Regions from separate parts of the Mustela erminea genome. Here region 1 is linked to region 2. A link is a contact called in public Hi-C data. All regions are on one chromosome and are shown on one strand. The core of a region is the stretch at or near the end of the contact, and the rest is flanking DNA. Distances in the headings are between cores, read along the strand shown. Region 1 holds the start of PDS5A (sister chromatid cohesion protein PDS5 homolog A). Region 2 holds the start of LIAS (lipoyl synthase, mitochondrial).

What was found. Hi-C and Micro-C count contacts between places; a contact is called where the count stands out from the background.
Region 1: a contact with region 2 is called in a Hi-C map of spleen, with 6 times the contacts expected there. The contact joins the promoter of PDS5A here to the promoter of LIAS in region 2. A contact is called at or near these places in 2 of 3 Hi-C or Micro-C datasets (skeletal muscle and spleen).

The regions. Positions count from the first base shown.
Region 1 is chr2:130,684,650-130,689,076 of mMusErm1.Pri, reverse strand. PDS5A (sister chromatid cohesion protein PDS5 homolog A) reads left to right here and starts at 1,534. Exons shown (of 33, transcript XM_032334124.1): 1 at 1,534-1,647; 2 at 2,512-2,689. The coding sequence starts at 2,552.
Region 2 is chr2:130,225,241-130,229,644 of mMusErm1.Pri, reverse strand. LIAS (lipoyl synthase, mitochondrial) reads right to left here and starts at 1,259. Exons shown (of 8, transcript XM_032334117.1): 1 at 1,087-1,259. The coding sequence starts at 1,131. RPL9 (60S ribosomal protein L9) reads left to right here and starts at 1,307. Exons shown (of 8, transcript XM_032334118.1): 1 at 1,307-1,378; 2 at 1,828-1,874; 3 at 1,961-2,076; 4 at 2,637-2,732; 5 at 3,904-4,036. The coding sequence starts at 1,829.

The sequences.
Region 1 (4,427 bases), core at 285-2,784, 460 kb before region 2:
TAAAAAAAAAAACCACTTTGAGAGAGAGCACTTAAAAGAGAGTAGGTTTTGGTAAGTTCAGTTGTTTGGATGAAGATGAACTTAAATGGATTGTCTGCTACTCTAAATGCCCAAGAACAAAGCACTGACTTTTGGGTAGTTCTAGCAAATGAGCAACTATGGCCAGTTCCATTCCAAGATGAGAGCTCCCTTGTGTAATATCTGAAAAACAATTCAGTGAGTACATTACCTTTAATATTTTTCAGACCAAGTAAAGGATGTGGAAAAGACCAGCGGATATTCATCAAAAATAATAATCGAATACAACCGAATATAATTTTAAACTATGGTAGTGATCAGTTTCAAAAGCTGAATGCTATTTCCTATTATTCCATTCTTTTTTCAGCTTCATCTTCTGATACATGAGCACCTGAGGTTCATTTGCCTTTTTTATTTTTTTAACATTAAACTGTTCAAACCCACTGCATTGGCTGTTCCTTTGGATAAAACAAAAAGTTATTCTGGGTATATTTAAAACATTTTTTAAGAAATATTTTTATTTTCATATTCACAAGAACCATCTAGCTAATTTGCAAATACGCTTACTTCTGGGTGTCACTCCGAGATCCTTGTTCTCTAGGTTTAGGAGTGGAGCCCAGGAACCGACGTTTCAGACCATTCTTTGAGCACTATTCGACTCAAAGCTACTTTCGTATTTTCTATCTTTCAAACTATTAATTTTAGAAATGCAAAGAGGGGAAGGCAAAAACTCCTGTGGCTTTCAGAAAGAACAAGAATGAGTAGCTCACGTCGTGCCATGTTGTAAAACTTTTCCTCAGTTTGCAGATCTTCTGTTCCTGGGGAGGAAATCAGTTCATTTTCACCGAGTAATTAACCGTCTTTCAAGCGGTTCCGTCCATGCCTCTCAGGATGACCCCCAAAAGTCATGAACTCATCTTCGCGGCGTAACGTAAAGCTCATCTCGTCTTGCCTGCCCTCACAGGGGCCTCTGGGACCGGGTTCTCTTCCCGCCACAGGGGCCCCTCCTCGGCCTGCCCTTTGGGTCCAATCCTCCCAGAGGCGCTCCGCGCGACAAGTCTTGGCGCCAACCGGGTGGCGGCGCTGTCCGCCCCGCGCGCGGCCGCCTCAGGCCCGAGGGAGGCGGAGGCACGGCCGGCGGAGGAAGGGGAGGGAGCGAGGCGCGCGCCCTGCTCTCGCGTGCTCTCGCACCGCTCGCGTGACCGGCTGGTGTGTGCGCGAAGGGCCGGCTCCCGGGGGCACGGACGGCCGGGCGCGCGCCGCTGCGAGGGGCGTCCGGGTCCCGGTCGGCGGACCCGGCCGGCGCGAGGTGCGGGCGGGCGGGCCGCGGGGGTCTCGGGCGGACACGGGCGCACACGCTCCCGGAGGAGCCTTCTCGGAGGCTGCTCTTCCTCGGCCAGACGGAGAGCGGCAGTGTCTCCCCGCCCAGCACACACTCGCCCCGCGTCTCCCCCCGCGGCGGCTGCTCCTCCTCGGCACCGCCAGCCCCAGCGCCGCTCCGGGGCGGGCGGCGGCGGCGGCGGGACCCGCGGAGCCGCTTTGTGTGCAGCCCGACGAGGGGCGGCGGCGCAACCACCTGACAGAGGCCCGGGAGCTCGATGCACCTTCCGCCCGCATGAGGAGGAGGAGGTAAAGGCGGCGGCGGCTCGGCTCCCGCCCTCGGTTGGTGGAGGGAGGGGACGGAAGGGGAGACCAGAGCGGGCGGGTTGGGGGGGGGCGCGGGACCGAGGCCCGGCGGGGCTGCCCGGAGGTGCCAGTAAGGCCTCGGCAGCGCCGGACGGCGCCGAGCAGTCGGGGTCGAGAGAAGCCGCCGGGGCCCCTCCGCCGAAGTTGAAGGAACAAAATGTGAAGTGCGGAGCCGCGTCAGCCGCTTCCTGGCGTGGGGTTTGGGGTGGAGGGCGGCTTGTTTTCCCCTCCCGCGGGACAGGGGAGGGGCGGGAGTGTGGCGGGGACGCCGGGGGTCCCGAAGCTCGGCCCGGCGAAGGCGTTCGTTTCCCGGAGCCACCGTTGCGTGTGGGTCGGGTTGAGTCCCTAGTTTTGCGGCCTAAGCCGAGCCCTATAGGCCTCGCGTCTCCTTTCCCGGAGAGGACTGGCCGGGCGGGGACTCGGAGCTTCTCTCCGACCGAGCAGGGGCCGTGAGGGCCTCGCCGGGCTCGGGATGCTGCCAAACTTCGGACCTCGGTGCTTGGGGGTGGATTTCATTGTGAACGGCGGAATGGGAAACTCCTGGCGCTTGCTCGGCGCTTCCCGCGGCCGCTGGGGCCGGAGAGCCCCGTGGGCCCGGGGCTGGCGGGGCTGGCGGGGCCCGCGGGAGTGGGGGTGGCGGGACGGCCACCAGGGTCCAGGCCCGGGGAGGGGCGCGAGGCGGGGCCGCCGCCGAGTCCCCCGGCCTTCCCGGAGAAAGGGCCCTTTGCAGATTAGAGATTTTTGAAATGAAAAAAGAGGTTACAAAGTCTCCCTTTTCTCGCTGAACTTTTGTTTTCTGACCGATAGAGGCCGGTAGAGGACTGTGAAAGAAAAGTTGTCCCCCAGGATGGACTTCACCGCGCAGCCCAAGCCTGCCACTGCCCTCTGTGGCGTCGTGAGTGCAGACGGGAAGATCGCTTACCCTCCGGGGGTAAAGGAGATCACCGACAAGATCACCACGGATGAAATGATCAAGCGACTGAAGGTAAGCGACTGGACACAGTGTTCACACTTCAGACGTTTGTGGCAGGGCGTGCTCTGTCCTGTGGTATTACTGCACTGCTAGGCCTGGCCTTTACAGTTTCACCTACCCGGGCTTTTTTAGGTATTTTATCATCTCATTTTTTTACTCTCTCTGAAAGGTATTGTTCTTTCTTGGCTGTATCTTTGAATAGTTCTGTAGGTATATAATCATGGGAAATTAAAAGGAATGTTCTTGTTTTTTCAAACATGAGAATTTAAGTGCTTTTTAAATAACTTTTTTTCTAGAAATATTTACGAGAATGCTGTTCAGAGTAGCTTACAACCTTAAATGGAGGCAATAGCTTGCCTAGGAGGGTTCCAATTTCCGTTTATTTCTAAGGAGATCGATTTATCACCAAACCATTTTAGTAAATGGTCAGCAATTTTCTAATATCCAGAAGCTTAAATATGAATTTAGTATTGTTAAACTTTGACAGAATGTACTGACTTCAAAATTCAGACGTGAAGTAAGGTGATTTAGGTCCACATGTTCAAAGGGGTTTTCAGGAGAATATTTTAGCTCTTTTTAAGTTAGCTTATTTAAGCCATGGTGATCTTAAGATTGAGGTTGTAAGTTCCAGCCTTATGTTGGTCAGCATTTTGCCTTTTTTCTGTTGCATGGACATAGATTGTGCCCACAGCCTTATGAGATAGTGCTGTTCTTATTAAGGGATCAACTTGATGCAGTGGTTCTCAACCAGTTTCTTTCTTTCCTTACTTCCCTCTTCCTTCCTTCCTCTTCCTTTCATTCAGGTAGGCTCCACGGCCAGTGTGGAGCTCAGTGCAGGGCTTGAACTCAGGGCTGTGAGATCAAGACCTAAGCTGAGATCGAGTCCAGGACTAAAGCAACTGAGCCAGCCAGATGTCCCTCAGCCAGGGCATATTTGACCCCCAGGAACATTTGTCAGTGCTGGAAATTTTTTGGTTGTCACAACTAGGGCCAGAATGGAGCAAGGAGAGGGAAAGACTTGAGGCAGGAGATCCAGATAGGAAACTGGTAAAAGTGTAAGTGAAAGATGTTGAAATCTTGAAGCTAGGCTATGGTAGTGGGAAGAGAGGTAGGGAAATATCCAAGAAATGTTTCAGAGTTCGAATCAATCAGACTTGGTGGGTGGTGAGGGAAGAAACAATGATGACAGTGTTTCTACCTTGGGCAACTTGATGAAATGTATTTTTAGGGAATGATCTTGCCCCTTTGTTCTAGAGCTTAGTATATAGTGCCTACTAAATGTTTATGATGTTGTAAGTGCTTAATGAATGTTTAAAGTATTCCTTTACCTTAGTTCTTAAAATCTAATTAGATCCTGCAATTTGTTGACTCTTTTTTGAAGGAAAAGGACACAGTACCTTCCATTAAAATAGATTTGATACTAGAGATTATACATGAGGCGAGGTCCTTAATTGATGCTTTTTAAGGTTATATTGAATGGTGTTGCTGAAAAATTATGAAATGCAAAGCTATTAAGTAAGCAATTTGTATCTTTTAGTTTTTATTTTCATATAAAAAATAACGAAATCTTGAATTCTAGTGATGGATAATCCATATGTACTTTTTCTACTTGAGGATAGAGTGTCAGAAATGCCGTTGTATAATGGACATGTAACCAAGTCTAGAATGAGCTTGTTTTTCTTTTTCTTTTTTTTTTTTTTTTTTTAAAGATTTTATTTATTCATTTGACAGACAGAGATCACAAGTTAGG
Region 2 (4,404 bases), core at 10-2,509:
TTGAAGTAGCTTAGTTGGAACCTCCTTTAATACCTAAAAGTGAGGGTAGAACCAGAGAAATGATACAGAAATTATGTCGAACAATTTAAAAGCTTTGTGTAGGAGCTCAGAATCTAGGATTTAAGTCTCAAGAACAAAGGAAACCTAAAAGAGAATGGGAGCTAACAGTTTACTGCTAGAGATACAACAGATCTGGAAACCTTTGGACCTGGCTAACATGTCACACTTTCATGTAACCCACTTAACTACTAAAAGTCTGTCTTTCATACAGTTTAAACTGCAATAACTGGAGATGCCACAGCTCTGAATTTTCCGCTCTTGAGTCGAGTCAAGGACGTATGAAAGGAAATTTGCATTAAGTCTCTCCTCTCTGGGCTTTGGATAGGCATAGTGTTAAAACGTAGAGGTAACGCTCAGTTGGTTTTAAAGAACTGGAAGGAGGGAAACCAAACCTAATGTTTTAATTTTTTAGATTACATTCTATGTTTGAACACGGTAGTCCATTTGTTGACCATAAGAAAACACTGGCTTCTAGATCTGAACACGAACGTGTACAAGATAGCCAAAACACTAAAATTCACAAGTCAGTACATGCAACGCAAGAGAACCTTCAACAATTAAAAAAGAATGCCTGTTGGGGTGCTGCGGTATTGCTACTGCATTGGATCACTCTGCCTCTAAAGGCAGAACACAGGCTTTTGTTCTCACTGCCCAGACCGGTGTCTAGTACAAAGACTGACCCGAACACAAAGTAGGAATCTGGTGTGCTCAACGCCGTGCTCCTATAAAGCTCCAACTAATAATACAGGGTTCAGATCACTCTGATACGCGGGGCGGGTTGGCGGGGGGGGGGGTGGTGGAGGGGGGGAACCTCTCATCGCCTGCCAGAGAGACCTACAAACCAATACCAGAGACTCTACACGATCGTGTGTCGGTAGAATTAAATGAGATACTACATGAAAATTTTTAGAACAGCGTCTAGCTCAAGTAAACGCTAGTAAGTGCTGGCCTTATTATTGGGCGCAATAATAAAGAGATGGGAGCCCCTCCACCCCGGGCCCGCACCCTGCTCGACCCGCCGCTCACCCGGGGCCCCACGGTGCAGGCGGCGCCCCCGCAGCGTAGAGACATCCCTCTCTTTTTTTTCCTAGGAGGATCGAGGGATCACTAATTCCTGGGAAAGACAGATCAACACATCGTCGCTCGGTTTATGACGAGGAACCTGAGCCACCACAGACCCAGCGGTACTTGAGCTGCTCCGCGATTGGCTGCTTTAGCCTGGTAGGGTCGCGCGCTCATGACGTCATACGCAGGGCCCAGACGGGTTACAAGAACGTGATGACGAAAGACGCTCTCTCTTTGCCGCATCTACTGCGAGGTGAGGTTGTTTCGGAAATTTGTGAGTTTTAGGAATCTGAAGCCATCGGCTCGGGGAAAGCCCGGGGTCCGGGTCTGGCGCTCGCGTCCTCTGTGTTGGGCGTTTCCCGGCGCGGCGAGCGCCATATGGATCTGGCGGCCTTGGGATTCGAGAACTGTATTGGGCTTGTGGGCCTGCCCCCACCCCTCAGCCTTGCGGGGCTGGCGCCGCCGTAATGACTGCTAGGGGTGCGCCGAGCGGGAGTTCGCCCGCTGTGCTCATAGCCCCTGTCTAGCAGCCTCGGTTTCCTGGGCAGGACTCGGCGGGGGCCTTTCTCCGGGTGGGTCGTCTTGTGTCCGCCCCGGGGGTTCTGCATGCGGGTCTCCGGGGGCAGCGGAGCTCCGTGCGGGGTGGTGTGGCCGCAGACAGGCCCCGCGCCGGCCTCGTAACCGCAGGGGTCTGTGTTTCAGGATGAAGACCATTCTCAGCAATCAGACGGTCGACATCCCGGAGAATGGTATGAGACCTGATGTTTGTGCTCCTTTTGGTCTTTACTGCCTGCTTTGTACCTGGTTCCGAGGCCTCACAGATGCTCTCTTTCAGTCGACATCACCCTGAAGGGACGCACGGTGATCGTGAAGGGCCCCAGAGGAACCCTGCGAAGGGACTTCAACCACATCAACGTAGAACTCAGTCTTCTTGGAAAGAAAAAGAAGAGGGTGAGATGCGGCTGGTGTCGTGTTCTGTTTCCCCTTCCGACCCATCCGTGGCTGGGGTGGAAGGGAGTGATGTAGTAACCCCGGATTTGGTGGCTGTAGGAATGACAGAACCGAGATTCCTTGTTTTAGCTTGAAATCGGGTGTGGGATGGTGTGGCTAGTGTCGGCGGGACTGCTTCAGTGAGGTCGGGAGAGCGAATTCTGATGATAAAGCTCAGTGTTCGTACCGTAGTCGTCGTCAGCATCAGGATCTTAGTACTGTCACCCACACGGTATTAGGAATTTTAGGGACCAGGCAGGTCTTGGAAGCCTGATGTTTTAGTTTTCTAGGAGTGAAGTAGCATGCAACTTGAAAAATGAGTATTTCTGGGTTGGCATTCCCTTGTGAAATGTGTTTCGTGACGTCTAGTATCAAAAAAGATCATAATGGAGGACTTCAGACGTGATTGCTTTAATGGGGGCTAATGCTCGAATCCAGAGCAATTCCCTGAGTACGTGGATTTTTCTCTCAGGCATCTGTATTACAGGAAGGAATCATATGACGTGTTTGTTCTGTTTCAGCTCCGAGTTGACAAATGGTGGGGGAACAGAAAAGAGCTGGCTACGGTTCGCACCATCTGTAGTCACGTGCAGAACATGATCAAGGGGGTTACACTGGTAAGCAGGCGGGTCAGACGGCCTCCTTTCAGGAGGGGAGGCTTCTTTGCTGTCACGCGTGCATGCAACCTGAGTGTCTGCTGCGGAAAGTAGACTGTGCCTGGAGTTCATGGAGGTATTTGGGGAAGGGTGATCTTGGCAGTTTATAATCGGCATCTGTGGGTCTTGAGGATTAAGTGATAAATGTGACTGAAGACCAGATGGTCTTGATAGTAGGCTAATGGTGTTTTTTGGGGGGGGGGTAGGATGTGTGGTGTTGTTTTTGGTTTTGTTTTTATATAGAAACGTAGCACATAGGATAGGTTTTGATTTCTTATTAGCCTGCCGCTCTCCAAAGACGCCTCTTGAAGGGGCAGAAGAAGCTGGATATCCTTTCAGCGGTCCCTGTCTACTTTCCTAAAAGTGTTTTTGTTGTCATTATTCTCTTTACAATTCCCTCTCCCCCAAGTCTTTAAGATAAAGTTCATTTTGCTGTCTTTGCTGAAATGTTTTTCTTCACATTAAAACTCAGTCCTTCCAGAATGTGCCTCAATAATGGCACCCTTCAGCTCCATTATAAGCCAGTTGGGTCATGTTTCCCCTATTTACTCTTGGCTACCAGGCTAGTTCCTCGAGGGTAGAGGGCCTGTCTGAGTTGTCATCTGGTATACTGGTATACCTTAGTAAATCAGTAAATGTTAGTCTAGTGCCCAAGATGAAGGGCTTTGGGGTTCTTTTTTTTTTTAAGATTTTATTTATTTGACAGACAGATCACAAGTAGGCAGAGAGAGAGGAGAAAGCAGGCTCCCCGATGAGCAGAGAGCCCGATGCGGAGCTCGCTCCCAGAACCCTGAGATCATGACCTGAGCCAAAGGCAGAGGCTTTAACCCACTGAGCCACCCAGGTGCCCCTGGGGTTCTCATTTTTAAAAGCTGACTTTGTTTACTGTGGTCATAGGAGGTAGTAAAATAAATGCTTCCTTAAAGAACTTGAGAGTCTGTTGAAGAAAGTCAGAAGCATGTATACAATTTGGAAGATTTGGTACAAGTGACCACTGTTAAAAAATCTTGACAATGAGTGCTAAGTGAGGACTGTTTCATTTTTAAACTACAAATAATGTAAGCACCCTACAAAATTTAAAAACTGGATTTGTCTTTCAAATTGTCAGCTTTGCTAATTGTTTTCTTGATAGGGCTTCCGATACAAGATGAGGTCTGTGTATGCTCACTTCCCCATCAATGTTGTTATTCAGGAGAATGGTTCTCTTGTTGAAATCCGAAATTTCTTGGGTGAAAAATATATCCGCAGGGTTCGGATGAGGCCAGGTATGTGCCTACCTTCAGATATGGTTCTGAAATGTTTACTGTGAAGACTGGTGTTCGGGCTGGCTATAAATCCTTATTTATTTCCGAATTGTCCATTTTGATAATGTATGTAATAACTCTTGGTGTTAAGGTTTTGTATTGTATTCATACTCATTGTGATTCTTAAAAGCTTATACGTTTCAGGGGGTGTTAGCTATGTTTAATTCTCTTTGCAAACTGAAATCCTAAAAAAAATTGGAATAGTGGTTAATAGCATAGACTGCTTAGGTTCAAATCTCAGTTCTATTGGCTTTGGGCAAATCATCTACTTTTAGCTCATTTTACTCATCCAGAATTGGGAACATCTCATGTCTAGATGAATTAAAATT